3 separate regions of the Mus musculus genome follow, and regions 1 and 3 are each linked to region 2. The links are chromatin contacts, called in public Hi-C maps. All regions are on one chromosome and are shown on one strand. Each heading gives the region's core, a stretch centred on a gene start, on an enhancer-like site or on the middle of the called end of the contact. The rest is flanking DNA. Distances are from core to core; before and after follow the strand shown.

Region 1 (3,340 bases), core at 591-3,090, 820 kb after region 2:
TGTGTATGGGTATGTTAGTGTCTGTAGAAGCTGGAAGACAACACTGAAATCCTGGGGCAGAACTTATAGGTGGATATGTGCCCCTTGATGTGGTTTCTGGAAATGAATGCAGGTCAGGTCCTCTGCAAGGGCAATATGTGCTCTTAGCTGTGGAGCCATCTTTCCAGCCCATGATGGGGTTGTCTGATTGCCTTACTTGTCCAATATGTCTTTCTCAATTGATTGGATTTTGGAGTTCTGAAATGTGTGTCTGAAACACATGTGTCTTTATAGAACCCACTCTGCCTTCTAGGGAAGGTTCATCATAAGATTGATGTTTATTTTCTAGAGATAATATATTGCTTTACTTATGTCCATTAGGACCTGATATCATAGTTACAAAGATTAAAGTGTAGTGGGTAGAATAGCATCCAGATTTATTATTTTCCAAACAATGCAGGAATAGAAAGGTTAATGATATGACTTTACGCTGACAATAGATGATAACTGAAAATTTAAAAAAATGTAAAACCCCTGTTACAAGGTTTTGAAAAGAAATCAACAGCAGGCAAAGTGAGGGGACCGAGTCATTAAAAAGGGGATTCATATTGGAATATAACATTTATAGCTCTAAGACTGGTCTCCAGTCTTCATACTGATCATTTTGAACTCACTGAAAGAGTTCAATTTTGAACTTAATTTGGACTCAAGGTGTCCAAAATGTAGAATTCAGGATACCCATGAGATCTGGAAATGAAAGTGAGAAATTAAAAAAAAAAAAGGAAATAGTGGTCTCATTTGAACATTTGCATAGATGTTCAGCAGATCTTTAGAGAGTGCTGTACATCCATGGGAAAACAAAGGAGATGAGAGGGATACAACAGGTGCTTCATTTGTAGTTCAAATGTTAAGATGACTGTCATGGTTTTAACTTCAGCACCACAGCAGAAGTGTCAAGAATTACTCACGAAAGCGCAGGTCAAGATGAGAGCCTGTGTCCTGTCAAGTTGAAATGGCTTGGCAAACACTTTAGGAACTCACTGAACACTCAGAATTATTTTTCCTCAGGAATAAGGTCTAGGAATTAAGGAATTTTGGAATGAAAGTAAAGTCAACACAAATTCACACGAGCATAGTTAAGACCATCTTCAAGTACATGGGGTATACTCAGAAATTAAATTCCATCTAGAACAAAATCATCCACTCCAATGAAGATTCTACAGTCTCTACAATTGGAAATTCCTGGAGGATTTACCTACAATAAGACTAGAGACTAAAAGTCATTTGTCATGTATTTGGAAATTGTTCTCTCTATAGAAGAGAAAAATACATTGCTATAAGTAGACTCTAAGGAAATGAGTATGATAGAATGAGAGGATATGACTTTTAAAGAACTAAAGGAAACAAAATTATAATGAATGGACAGATGAGGACTCCCAACAAATTAAAAAAAAAATAGAAAAAAATCCTCAAAGGATATTTCCTAAGAATTCCTTACTAGGGGGAAGGGAGCTGTTTCAGAGGATAAGAGCATTGACTGCTCTTCCAAAAAACTCAAGTTCAGTTCCCAGCTCCCACAGGCAGCTCAACCTTCCAGCAACTCCAGTTCCAGGGAAGCCAACACCCTCTCCTGGACTCTGAGCCATAAACCTATGTGCACATACTCACCCTGCAACATACACACATCTTAAATTGTAAAAATTAAAATAAATTGAAAATGAATAATACCTGGGGATAGAGAGCCCAGTGATGAAGGGCTCTTATTGCTACTCCAGCAGCTACGCAGATGACTCACAGCCATCTGTAACTTCAGTCAGGGATCTCAACCTTGGCACACTCATCCTAGGTTAACTCTTTGTTCTAAGATTCCATTCATCACAATGAAGAATCTGTAAGAGAGTTTCTGAACACTACGCATCACATGCCAGACTGCACATATCTTCAAATATCTCATAAAAAAAAAAGGTAGAGTTTGGCAACATTTCTCATGGCTAAGAATTCTTAATTCAGATCACTCCGACTCTCACTTCTCCTGCAATCAGTTAGAAAGAATGAGCATTCCTTGGATTGTGAACAGGTGCTTCTATGATCAAATACATAGGTGTAGTTGATTTGCTACTTTAATAAAACCATAAGTTGTATGTTATGCATAGTTTGGGAGGTTTGCAAAGAGTTTGACCATCTTCATGGTTCTTCACAGACTTTTCCATTGGTTAAGCACAGCTTTGGTTAATTCCAGTAACTTGCCAAAGAGAAACTAACTTTGTATCTCTTTAAGCACCACATCTCGTCTTTATTCCTAGTCTTTCAAACCATGACTACTGCATGACACAAACTCCATTCAAAGTGTGTTCATACAGCCCTCTCTTAGGCACACAACAGCCAGGGTCTCCCTGAGATTAGCTGGGATCATCACAGCAGAGATTGTTGATTGTTGACATTCCTTCATGGAAGAAAGGTTGGGCAGAATCCCTGCACCCTCATCTTAGGTTCCAGCTGCTCCTCCAAGCCATTTGCATTCAATTCTGCCCTAATTGCAGGTGGCCCTAGGCTCTCAGAAGGTGCTAGGTAATATATGCTAGGGAAGGCAAGGAAACAGGTTTCACTCATGTAACCATGGGGTCACATGCTGGGCTTAGAGTTTCCAGGGAGTTCTCTTTTGGGTCATCCACACTCCTGTGGACAATCTTACATTGTTTCCATGTAACACCCAGATCTTGCAGGTAAGCCCCCTGAGAACTATCTACCTGTGAGTGAATAGTCTGTTCTATTGAGAGTTCCCAAGACTGTTTAAAAAGTGAGCGTCAGGATGCGGTCTGTTCAGTTCAGAAAAGAAAAGATGAGAATAAATGGAAATGTATTCAAATGCATAAAATATTAAGGGAAATACAACTTTGCACATCATAGTATTAACATGACCCTTTATTGTTGGAATTAATTAGAGTGGAGCAGAGTGCTATGCTATGTTGTGGAGATAGCTTGATCCTACATTACTGTCTTGGTTTAAGCTAACCTCTTTTCTAGACTGCTAGGATAATTGATGATCTGTCTCAGCTTACTTGTCTCTAGATCTGTCTCAGTTTACTTGTCTCTGGATAGAAACTTGTCTCTAGATAGAAACTTGTCTCTAGATAGAGACAAGTGCCGTAAATATCTTAGAAAAAAGCATAAAAAATTAGTGTGAAAAACTACATTCCATTACACGATTCCAAGCATCCTGTAAGTCTTTGTATTGGAGTTTGTGAAATACATTATTTTTTAATCTAATATTTGTTTTAGCTGTTTTACAAGCTCCTAAAAAAGTAGTAGTCAAGTCTATCCTTTACTTGACTAAATATTAAATTAAAATGTTATGATTAAA
Region 2 (3,224 bases), core at 388-2,887:
ATCTTAGTTTCTTTAGCTCTCTGAATTTTTTACCAAGAAATGTTGAAGTATTTCTAATATCTATTTATCACTTAAATGTGGTTTGTCTTTAACTAGATATATAGTTGGAAACATTCTTTGAATTCAGTTGTTTTAAAACTACAAATTTCATCAGAAGGCTTTTCATATGTCAAGTTAAACATTGGTTTAGGTTTAACGTGACACAAGTTGGATTTCATCATTTACATTAAAAGCAGCACAATTTCCTGGCCTTTTTTTTTTTTTTTAAAAGAAAATCAGAGTAAAGAGCTAAATCCGAGTGGAATGGCCCAGCCTGCTTCCCAAGCCTGCACAGCAAGCAGGCGGCTGGGTGCAGAGGGAGCTCACAAGAACCCACTTTCACTTCTAGGCGCCTCTCTGCAGACAGAGCTACCTGTGCCACCTCTGGCCTTGTAACTAAAGTACTTCATGAAGTTAAAGAAAATTCTCAGAAAATGCTGCTTCCTTCATTCTACAAGGCTACTCATAGTGCTAAGATTTCTGTTCTTCCTGGCCTTTCCCCCCTATAAAAATGTCATACTTTATGTCTGCAGGGTTCTATAACTGCCAGTAGAGGGCACTGTTGTAACGCAAGAGAAATGTATTGCTTCCCTAACTCCTTGTCTGCCTTTGCAATTTGCAGTGTTTTTAAAAGCAATATTCTCTATGTAATTAAAATCCGTTCTCTGTATAATTAGCAGTTGAGCCGTATTCTTTGTGGCAGAGTTTGTTTGTGGATGGCATTTTTTTAAGTCTGTGTTCCATCTATAGCTAAGTGCCTAAACTGCCCTCTATTAAAATATAGGAAGTTGTGTTGCTTTTTCTCTACACTAAGCAATGCTGGAGATGGAAATGTATAAAAATTACTTTAGGTTTCATTTAGGCCCTACGAGCTAATTATCCAGTAGGGAACGTTTAAAATTCTTGGTTCCAGTGGAGTTAATATGCCATGGTCAAGAGGAGTGTTCGGGTGCCTGGCGTAGTAGCAGGACCGCTAATTCTGTGCTAGTGCTCTGCTGATGCAAGCTACTGATCACCTTAGCAAGTTTGCTAATAACTTTTCCTTTCGTGCTTCCTTAAAATCATATGCCATCGATACAGTTATCAAACCACTAAAGAGTGATGTGGAAAGGTGGCTGAAACTGCCTCTCTTGCTTAACTCTCATAAATGTCATTTGGAGTGACTAAATGTGTACTCATGGCCTGGCCTCTGCAGGCTCTGGAGGGCAGTGAGACTAGAGAGTCCCAGCCTGGAGTTCAAGCGCCCGGGCCGGCCGGCCACACTTCGTAAGCTTTATGGTTTGCCTCCCCAAGTAGTCTAAAATCAAAGAAATTGATTTCAAGGCCAAACTATAACGTCTTTTCTCAGTTTTGGAACTGAAACTTTATGACTAATATTTTGAAATTATTTCATTTTGTGCTTTAAAGTTGCAAGAGAAATTTAGTTGAGAATCAGAAATCTTAGCACTATGAGTAGCCTTGTAGAATGAAGGAATCAGCATTTTCCTGAGAATTTTCTTTAACTTCATGAAGTACTTTAGTTACAAGGCCAGAGGTGGCACAGGTAGCTCTGTCTGCAGAGAGGCGCCTAGAAGTGAAAGTGGGTTCATGTGAGCTCCCTCTGCACCCAGCCGCCTGCCTGCTGTGCAGGCTTGGGAAGTAGGCTGGGCCATTCCACTCGGATTTAGCTCTTTACAATCTGATTTTAAAAAACAAAACAAAACACTGTGTTAACATTTGAGAAGAGTGAGCCTGTGTAAGGGCACTATCATAACATAAAGGGAAACACTTGGAACTATCTTTCAGGCCTCAGTCACTGGAGGTGTCATTTCAGGATATTTGAGTTTAACTAAAGTGAAAGCTGAAAATTTCAGGCTATGGTAAGGAAGGATTCTGCTGTTTTTCACAGAGTTTTTCTGATGTTATAGCTGTCCCCAAAGGAAGACATTCAGTTTCTTCCCTGTTGGTCCCCTGCTCCTTTGTACTTCATGGGACTTCTTAAGACAGAGGCTTTGCTGTTTGTTTAAAATATACTAGGTAGGTTAGAAAAAAAAATAACTGAATGTTGTTTATCTGAAGGCATAAAACCATTGCTTTCTTATTTCTTATAACCAAAGAGGAAATAAAGCAAAATTTCCTTTTGTTGGAGCATTTGTATTGAATGTGGGGACTTGCCTGTATTGTCTTGTAATGGTTATCGCTGCCTTTTCGCCCACAGAGGCTATCACAGGTTTTAGTCTGGGCTGTTTGTATTCAGCAAGGTCAAGATAAGTTTTATCTCTACAGATAAGTCAAGTGCATTAGGATCGATAGGCAATAGTAAAATTCGCTGAAAATATTATTGCCAAGTTCTTAATGATTTTTAAAGCTATAAGCTTGTCATGTGGAATATACCCATACTGGTTTTTATTTATTTGAATGGCACTAAAAGTGTCATTAATTATGCAGGCTTTTTAAAGAGACAGGAACCGATTAAAGTAGCGTTTGGGCAGCCGTGAGCCGTGAGCTCCAGTGTTAAACTGATGAAGTATGAGAAGCTGCTTGGTTTTCTTTTTAAAGAAAATGCCAAGAGAACAAATATTATAGAAGGCATTTATAAATTAAAAACATAACTTGAGTTTCCTTGTTAAAATAATCATTTTTGACTTTGTATAGATATCCATCTTACCCAGGGGCCACGCCACAGATTTTGGTTTCCTTAGCTGAGAAACTCTGGTGGGAAAGGAAACCTATCCTACCCGTACGAGGAGCTGTGAGGAACCCTTTGTAAGAACTGCTGCTTGAGTGTGTGACAGGCAGAGAAGACAGGAAGGACACAGACTCATTCACTGGTTTGTTTTTAACTCAGAGGAACACCCTTCTGATACCTTTCTCATAGAGTTTCGAGTCTGTTTGTTTCCATTTTCTGCAGGTAAGACCACCATCACCTTAGGGCAAATGTACCTAGAATTTATTTTCTTTCTTGGTAGCAATCCTGCTAGATGCCCCCATGCAGGGGCCACATTACAGTTGGAAAGCACACGCTCTAGAGAAGTTACATGTCTCGGTGGGCTTTCTTCTCCAGCGTTATGTAACAACAACGCTTTGCAGACTTTACAGCCTTGGGATTCCGTATTTTGTTATGGCTGTATGAGTTTATGCTTTTCAATTTCTTAAAATATATGTTCTTCGCTCTTGCTCCTTTAGAGATCAGTCGGTGGCTTTTC
Region 3 (3,298 bases), core at 515-3,014, 710 kb after region 2:
ATCCTTTTAGTCTTAATGTTTGGGATCAGTTCTTATGAAGCTCTTATGATGGCTCCAGATCAGTCTTACCCTGGGCCTCCTCAGTACTAGGGTCATAAGTGTGTTCCATCATGCTTGGCAAGAACCCATTTCTGTATTTGGTGGAATAGTTGACTGGAATGACATAACCATAATTTTTGGCTAGGCAATCAAGGCAAATGATATGTTCGTGGATGTGGCAGGAGATAAATCTTGTGCTCTTTACTTGTCAGGATCATGAAATCTCTTTCGCTCATATGAAGATCACAAGGGCTCAGAGTAAACACAGCTAGGAGGTTACCTGGCCTGTTACTGAGTCAATGGGATGAAATAGTGTGTGTGTGTGTGTGTGTGTGTGTGTGTGAACCCTCTGTTAAGTGTACACCTCTACATAAATGTCACATGTTAACCACCCTTACAGCTTTTCTGCTAGAGGATAGTGTGTTCCTAGTGGCCAAGTCCTGAGCAGATCAGCTTAATGATAAAACTATCCAGAAGAGCACTGGCCTCTTCATTTCTCTTGCCCTTAGTCATACACTGAGCAGATCATTTTCATAGCAAATTTAATGTACTCACTGGCTCAAGTCTAGATAGGAAGAGCTAAAGAGGTAATTACTGTTCTATCTTATTAATTTATTACTGAAACATGCACTCTGTTAAATGGCAGAATTCTGAGAGGATTCACCTGCCCTATAATTGAGAAGTGACTTAGATTAGACCCATCCCTAACAACCCAATAGCACATTCTCTCTAAATCAAATAAGATATGACTACTGATTCATACTGCATGTCACTACTGGGTAATATGTAAGCTCAGCCTTGTATCTAAGGATTCTCTTTGTTCTGTTTCCATCTTTTAGGGAAGAAGATCAGGAAAATGTATTATGTAAGAAAAAAATGTATTCAATGAAGAAGATCAAGTGATCATATAACAAGCATATTGACCATAAAAATTATTTGTTTTTACTAGGAAGTGTTGAAATGAATATGACTAAAGCCTGCATATTGATGTCAAAGATATATAAATTCTTTGTATTTAAGGGCAGAACACATGATGTTTTTGCTTGCCTTTGATTTGAATGTCAAGGAACAAATATTTGGATTCCATAGAGACATGCTCCTATTATAAATAAGAAAATGCCATATCACCAAGTAATTTATAATTTGCCACAATGAGAGGGAGACAGAATGTATATAATGAAACATGGAAAGAGCAACTAATTAGTGACAATCTGTATATGACTTGAGAACTCACCGGAGACTAGAGTCTCCACATGCATACGAGTCCTACAGATTTCTAAATAACAAATAGAGATGTTATTTATTATCTTTTTTTTTTTCAAGTTACCTGGGAGAAGAAGCTTCAGATAAATGCAGGGCAAACTGGCTCAAGTTTGTCTTGGAAGAACACAGAGGTGAGAGAGAGAGTTCAGCCTAAAATCAGGAACTATGAGCCTAGGAGTGGGTCATTGGCTTAAGTCAAAAGGAAATGAGTGACATTTTTGAGGGTGCCTGATACTTGTCTCACCTCCTTGTGTCTGACGTGACAAGTGTCATCTATAATCTTATCATAATGTTCTATTCTTCACCCAGAGTATTTTTTCTGTTCTCTTCTTAAAACCAACAATTCTTAACCTTAATTTAGTGTCACTTTTTCCATGAAGGTAGGTTAGAACAGAGAACCCAGTCATGTGCCATGTAAGCACACATCACTTCTCTGCTCAGTGTGTTTGTCACCCTTCACACAGTTGTCACTGGCTTGTGTCACTCAACAGACTGGAAACTTGATGACACTGGGGCTTGCCTGTTTCCTAAGTTCTTTACTATTCTGAGTCATATTTCTCCTATCCTAGGTTCTGTGAGCTTCTCACAGCATCCCCTTTGCACTGTCATTGCCCAGGTAGATAAGGCTGTCCTACAATCCTACCTACTTGAGTCTTATCCAGAATTCTCCCCTACACTCTTTAGAAGCCATTTTCTACTTTTAGATCCTCAATGCTGGGTCTGTTGTCCCGCTGGCTTCTCTTCCCACCCATGTTGAACAGTGCATCCTTACGATAGAACCCAGGACTATGAAATGCACGTCTGAATTCATTTTCTAGAACTTTCTAAGGAAATGATGCTTATTTGATTATTCTTAAAAAGAATGGACTCAAAAAGGCTTTAAAAATATTTATTTATTTACTTATCTATTTATTTAATTTGTGGTGTGTGTGTGTGTGTGTGTGTGTGTGTGTGTGTGCGCGCACGTGCGTGCACACACACACACACGCACACATGAATGTAAGTACCTAAAGAGGCTAGGAATGGATGTTAGGTCTCCCAGAGCTGGAGTTACTGGTGGTTAAGAGAGACCCTATGTGGGAAATGAACTCTAATCTTCTGAAAGGGCCTTCAGAGCTCTTAAGTACTAATCTCTAGGCCCTTCGTTTATTTTATGCATGAAAGTATATGATGTGGTCAGGCCTGGTGAAGTTACTCCTAATAAAACCCAAAAGAAAAACAGTTAATTTTTTTTTCCTTTGAGAAACAAGTAATGGAAAACATGAAGAACAAAACTAGATCCTACTGCCATAATGATACCTGAACATTGCTCCCTGTGACCACTTCTGGGATATGATGGTCACAGGATGGAAGATAAATATTATCTGTCTTGACAAAGGGGTATAGAAGGGTTGAGACATCTTGATGTCATTTATAGTAATGGGAACATGGAACAGGTTATTTTAAAAATGGATGTATCTTTGAGTTAGGAAAAATCTATTAAATTTTGGAATTGTTTCTAAAGAGATATTTATTGTGTCATTAAAGATTTAAAAATAGTTGTAAGACTAAACCAAGAGCTGTGCTATTTGATGGTTATCTTATTTCTGATTTAGAACATATTAAGAAATCACCATTAAGATTTCCCACTTTGTACCTTATTGCATATATGTGGATGCAGATTTAACATTTATGTAAAATGCGCAGTTACAATTTAAAAAATTATTTATAATTTTGTATTCACCTAATGTGTGTTTGTGTGCCTGAATGCATATGTGAATGTGCACACATGTTTAAGGCTACATACACACATCTGGAGGTGGTATGTGTATACATGCTGGCCCATGTTTTATGGTATATTTCTGAAGGTCAGAGAATAAACTGTGGGAATTGGTTGGTTCTTTCCTTCTGCTGGGTGAGTCTTGAGAACTGAACTCAGTTATCAGGCTTAGTGGCAAACCACTTTGATGACCCTGCAGTTAAATTTACCAAGGTATATGCCTTAAATTCTCTCTCT

Evidence for each region. Hi-C and Micro-C count contacts between places; a contact is called where the count stands out from the background.
Region 1: a contact with region 2 is called in a Hi-C map of group 2 innate lymphoid cells, with 2.8 times the contacts expected there. The contact joins the promoter of 1700061F12Rik here to the enhancer-like site in region 2. A contact is called at or near these places in 1 of 484 Hi-C or Micro-C datasets (group 2 innate lymphoid cells) and 2 of 115 datasets of contacts at active chromatin or transcription factors (T-cell acute lymphoblastic leukemia and astrocytes).
Region 3: a Hi-C map of group 2 innate lymphoid cells shows a contact between it and region 2, with 6 times the contacts expected there. The contact joins two enhancer-like sites. A contact is called at or near these places in 3 of 484 Hi-C or Micro-C datasets (the HPC-7 cell line, embryonic fibroblasts and group 2 innate lymphoid cells) and 1 of 115 datasets of contacts at active chromatin or transcription factors (astrocytes).

Annotation. Positions count from the first base shown.
Region 1 is chr2:9,188,015-9,191,354 of GRCm38.p6, reverse strand. 1700061F12Rik (RIKEN cDNA 1700061F12 gene) reads right to left here and starts at 1,840. Exons shown (of 4, transcript NR_038180.1): 1 at 1,708-1,840; 2 at 948-1,056.
Region 2 is chr2:10,007,849-10,011,072 of GRCm38.p6, reverse strand. All of the region lies in intron 2 of Taf3 (TATA-box binding protein associated factor 3), which reads left to right. Among named protein-coding and RNA genes, the nearest start is that of Taf3, 39 kb to the left of the region's middle. Within about 2 kb of position 1,637, at least 26 of the 459 cell types and tissues checked have an H3K27ac peak or open chromatin away from gene starts, as enhancers often do. A contact at or near this core is called in T-cell acute lymphoblastic leukemia and group 2 innate lymphoid cells, where this site is marked.
Region 3 is chr2:9,293,132-9,296,429 of GRCm38.p6, reverse strand. No RefSeq gene overlaps it. Among named protein-coding and RNA genes, the nearest start is that of Gm13219, 57 kb to the left of the region's middle. Within about 2 kb of position 1,764, at least 1 of the 459 cell types and tissues checked has an H3K27ac peak or open chromatin away from gene starts, as enhancers often do. A contact at or near this core is called in group 2 innate lymphoid cells, where this site is marked.